2 separate regions of the Arachis hypogaea genome follow, and region 1 is linked to region 2. Evidence: chromatin contacts called from public Hi-C data. All regions are on one chromosome and are shown on one strand. The core of a region is the stretch at or near the end of the contact, and the rest is flanking DNA. Distances in the headings are between cores, read along the strand shown. Region 1 holds the start of LOC114924706. Region 2 has its middle 8.0 kb from the start of LOC112723183.

Evidence for each region. Hi-C and Micro-C count contacts between places; a contact is called where the count stands out from the background.
Region 1: a Hi-C map of leaf shows a contact between it and region 2, with 2.5 times the contacts expected there. The contact joins the promoter of LOC114924706 here to the enhancer-like site in region 2. A contact is called at or near these places in 3 of 8 Hi-C or Micro-C datasets (all in leaf).

The regions. Positions count from the first base shown.
Region 1 is chr11:142,988,914-142,991,613 of arahy.Tifrunner.gnm2.J5K5, reverse strand. It overlaps LOC114924706, which reads right to left and starts at 1,413. Exons shown (of 3, transcript XM_029289993.1): 1 at 1,242-1,413; 2 at 835-1,121; 3 at 516-728. The coding sequence starts at 1,413. The coding sequence ends at 516.
Region 2 is chr11:142,939,620-142,942,319 of arahy.Tifrunner.gnm2.J5K5, reverse strand. No RefSeq gene overlaps it. Among protein-coding and RNA genes, the nearest start is that of LOC112723183, 8.0 kb to the right of the region's middle. Within about 2 kb of position 1,324, at least 1 of the 3 cell types and tissues checked has open chromatin away from gene starts, as enhancers often do.

The sequences.
Region 1 (2,700 bases), core at 164-2,663, 49 kb before region 2:
GTAAAACTACACCCAAAAAATTTATAGATGGATGCAAAACATAGAAGATATAGAAATTATACATGTACATCAGGAATGGAATTTACTATATATTTTGTGATTGTATTAGGCTAGGGAGGTCAATTCGAATCGCCCGCCCTCCCTCTCTGTCCTGCTCCGCTCCCACCATTTTTTAAATAGAATGAGTTTTTTTTAATGATTGACTGAGTTTGAAAAGGGTTTGAATCGATTTTTTTGGGAGGAGTATGAGTTGGGTATAAGTAATAGCTACTATTCCGTTATTCGTCCCGTTCTGCCTTGTTAATATATGAAGTGGCTAAAAAATGGTGATGAAAAAGAAGAGAGGGTGAGAGAGTTTGAGATCCTGAGAGAAGTTGATTATGATTTCTTTCGTTCCATCGCTCAAATGAGCTGTTACAAGAGATTATATATACTTGACTTACACTAACAGTTTCTATTGCTTAACTAACTAACTCAAAACCACTTACTCTAACTAACTCTACCAAGCTGCAGGCTCACTTAACTAATTCATTTATCCTTTTATTCCTCCTAAAACGAAGGATTGGAGCTTCCCGAATCCTGAGTTTGCTGCAAAAATCATGAAACTTAGTGGATGAAACAACCTTAGTCATCATGTTTGCCACTTGCACGTCACCTGGAATATGATGAACCTGAATATCTTTTTTTGCCATATGGTCCCTCACAAATGCCAGATCAACTTTAAAATGCTTCAGAGTGCCAAATCGAATTAGCAGAGAGCTAGACCGCACCTAAGTTATCACAATACACTTTCGATTGAGTGACAATATGAATTTCAGCTAAGAGCTTTCTTACCCAAAGCAACTTAGTCACAACTGCACTAATGCCTCTATACTCTGCCTCAGTCCAGGACTTGGATACGCATTGCTGTTTCTTAGAGCTCCAAGAGATCAAGTTCTTCCCCATATAAACACAATAACCTACTGTAAACTTCATATCCTCAATTTCCAATTCCCAATCAAAGTCAGAGTATCCTGTGATGTTAAGTTCAGCGCACGACACATGTGTAAGCCAAAGAATTTTGTGCCCTTCAGATACCTTAGAATGCGTTTGACCGCTTTTCAATGAGAATATCTTGGTGCCTGCATAAACTGACAAACTTTGTTGACAGGGAAGGACAACTTACTCAGATCAAGTTACTGTTAGGTATTGTAAGCTGCCGACAATAGATCGATACAAACTGGGATTATGAAGCAACTTACCATCTTGAGAAGTAAGTTTTAGATTTGTAGTCATGGGTGTGGAAGAACCCTTACAATTCTCCATATCAGCTTTTTTCAGGATATCACTAATATATTTGGTCTGTGTAAGCATCAAATTACCATTCTCTAATCGATTTACTTTAATTTCAAGGAAAAAATGATGGGGACCCATGTCTTTAAGTGCAAAAGTTTTTCTTAATTATTGGATGACATCATAAATGGCCTGTGAGGAAGAGCCAGTGAGGATCATGTCATCAACATACACCAAGAGAAAGAGCACTACACCATTGGATTGTTTGATAAAGAGGGAAGCATCCGATCGAGTTGCTTGGAATCCGAGTCTGATGAGTACAATGGACAGCTTAGTAAACCAGGCCCTTGGGGCCTGTTTCAGTCCATGTAGAGAGCGCGTAAGCTTGCACACCACCTATGAACCACCAATTTGGAATCCTTGAGGTTGCGTCATGTATACTTCTTCATGAAGGTCACCATTTAAAAACGCGTTGTTCACATCTAACTGCCTTATGTCCCAATCTTTGGAGAATACCAATGTCAAAATGATCCTCGCACTTGCTGGTTTAGTTATGGGACAGAAGGTTTTTTTTTTTTTAAATCAATGTCTGGTCGTTGACTAAATCCTTGAGCTACTAAGTGCGCTTTATAGTTGCTAATTGAACCATCGAGATTTCTCTTGATGCAAAAAATTCAACGACTTCCAACAACAGATCTTCCCTTTGGTAGTTCAGTGAGCACCCATGTTTTGTTTCTCATCAAGGGAGCATACTCCTCATTCATTGCTTGTCTTCAATGAGGGATTTCAAGTGCTTGTCTTGCGATTTTTGGCTCCAGATCCTGAGAAGGAGTTGCTTGAAATACTCTTGGTTTGGTGAAACCATTCTTGGCCCTGGTGATCATAGAATGCTGATTTTGTGACCGTGGCTGTGGGGTTTGAATTGTAGTAGGCTGAGATATTTGATGTCGATGTGAGGTGGATGAGGGTAAAGGTTGAGGTATTGTATTGGGTGGAGGGTGAGATGATTCGAATGAGGTTGATGTGGGTTGAGAGTGATATGGGTTTGAGGAAGTGTTATCAGGGCATATGGATGGTTGATTTAAAGGAAGAGTGAGAATTGGTATGGAGGGTGTGGTTAAGTTTACTGGTTGATGGTGTGATGCTTGAGGATTGATGAAGCCAAAGGCAGAAGACTTGTAAGGAGAGGTGTCTTCCTAAAACCTAACATCTCTTGCAATGATTATCTTCCCAGCTTTATTAAGGCATTTGAAACATTTGTAGTTGATTGCGGGCCCAAGATACACATACGGATCAGATTGGAATTGAAGTTTATATTTGTTGTAGGGCCTGGTATATGGATAACACAAGCATCCAAAGACCTTTAGCAAGTCAAGTGAAGGAACCTTCTGCATCAGCTTTTCAAAGGGTGACTGATAGTTTAGCATG
Region 2 (2,700 bases), core at 75-2,574:
AAATAGAGAAGTCCGTATTTGGACATCCCCATCAACTCAGTCATAAGACTCATTGTCTTCGACCTTGGGTAGCAGTTTTTCTTTTTATCACTCATCTTTCTAGCCGAAATAGGAAAACTACTTACGATAGTAAAAAGCGAGGGAAGTTTTACTAACTTCTTGTACTCATTCTTCTTAAAAGCTTCTGTAGATGCCTCCCGGTAACACACACCAAGCGTGTAGAACGTTTACACCCTAGCCACTCATTTAATCAACTCTTCAGTTCCATAAGTCAATCTTGGCCGTTAAACACAATCCACTTTCAACGGCTAGTAACACACATTGGAAATTGCACACTTATTAAAATAATAAGTAAAAAATACACCAAACCATGAGAAGCATTAATTCAGTACAGCTTCCCATATCCAAGTCTTTTCATATACTAAAGATAGACTTAAATGAGCCACGTTAATCTGCGGGCTCCACATACCAAGCTATAACTCGTTAATTACCATTTAAAAGTTCAACCTGTCTCCTTCAAGTCAGGCCAAGTTTGGGGGCTGTGATATGACCAGTAAACATCAGTTACGAGTTATAGCTCAGAAACGCATAATCCTCGATCATAACCGATTATTCATAATAATCAGCATTAACTCTAAATCAATAACGTCGGTTACGATTAATTCTCTCCTTGGGCGTTACAACTCGGAAGAAAACGATCAACCTCGCCCACTCAGGTATAAAAAGGAATGAGAAAATTTTAGAAGGTATGCAATCTTTCCAAGAATTAACTTTTACATATACATCATTTTGCTGACTTGAGCGTCGGAGCGTCTTTGCAAGTACCCGCCTCCCTTATTTTTCCATTGCCGATGTATATCACGCCTCAGTGGGAAGGTCTGCCGATTTTCGTCGAGAACCGAGCAATACTTCAGCCTAATTAAGCAAGAACAGGACGAATATAATTTCTTATTTTAAGTAGATAACCAATTTTCATATGAAATAATGCAAGGGAAAACTGCGCGTATATATCATATATCATCTATCTAACTTGTACTTTGTGATTGTTAGTTATAACCGAAAATAATAATAATGTATATTATTAACCTAAAAGATTACACTTAATTAATTAAACCACATCCATCCCCCCTTATTTTTCCTACTATATAGTCCAAATTTGTAAAAATTGTCGCCAAGGGAAAAGACGAAACCAACCGATATATGTGTGTGTTTCTGTATTATGGTCTATGGATTCTGCTTGAAAACGAACTTTTCCTAATCTCACAAATCTCCAGAGAGGGGTAACCATATACGGGTATGCCATCAATACACTAACTTTTTCTTTTTCTCTTTTTTTCCCCCACTTTATTGTATTTTCTTGGAGTTTAATGGACAAGGCCATGACCCCTCCATGTGGTTTAGGAAAAGCTTTTAATAAATATACTATTCACAATTTAATTTTAATTTATTTGTTCAAATAATAATGCTTGTCCTTTTCTTTTTCCCTATAGCTTTTGTTGTACTCACATGCATATATATGGTGCAGGGCATATGGCAACAATTTACATTAGAGAAGTGGTGGGTAACAATATGGTTCATGGTGTTGGGGTGAGGCCTAACATGCCACATGTCAATAATAATTTTATGCCGTTCATTAGCACATATATATAAATATATAGTACCGTATTAATTAATTGTTTTTGTGAGGCCACTGAGATATGGAGTTTTTGTCCAATAATGCTTTTCCTGGGATGTGGTTGGAGCTTATTATAGGTAATATTTGACAATAATTCAGACTCTTTTGGCCTTGGTGTTAATTAGTATTTGGATGAAAAAGGTATTTAAGATTTTTTTTATTAATTATCTAGGGAAGAAACTTTTAGTCATGGTTTATTTTTTCAGAAATATTAAGAATATTTTTTATCAGTATTAATTAATATTTTATTTTTATATTATTTAAATTTTTAGTTTATAATTTAAAATTGGTCAAATATTAATAAAAATAATAATTTTTTTTGGTTATACAATATTATTTTTATTTTTTTAACACATCGACATCATAATCCAAAAGTCAAACTTATTAATTTTATTTGAATTTGTTAATTGTTTATGTTTTTCTTATGGTAATTTTTTGTTTTTGTATATCACTCAGGTGAATACTTACGTGCAGTTGACTTTAAAGTTAATAATTAAAAACTATTAAATAATTTAATAAATTTAAATATATTATTATCTAACGATTTTTAATTTAATATCGCATAAAGATAATTTCATATAAGTTTTAATGTTAACCATATAATAACCTATAAATTAAAAAAAAAAAAAAAGCTATATCAAGGAATTGATGAACCTTTTGGTTTTGTTACTTATGTAAATTAATTGTTAGACAATTTTGATTGAAAGTTTTAACTCACAAGTATTCTTTTTCTCAATATTTGTTTTTCTTCTTTTTAAAAAAATTAGGAAGCTGGAAAACCTTTTAATTACTATTTGCATAGTTTACTAGGTGCGCATACAAGTAGAATATACCAACTAAAAAATATCCATAACCTTCAGTCGTTGCACAACTAACAGCTTATGCTATATTTGGTTGAAAGGAAAGAAATAGAGAGAAAAAAAATAAAAAATAAAAAATAAAGAAAGAAATTGAGTAAATTTTTAATTTTTTTAGATGTGTTTGAATGGAAGAAAAATAAGAAAGAAACATAAAAAAAAGTGTTA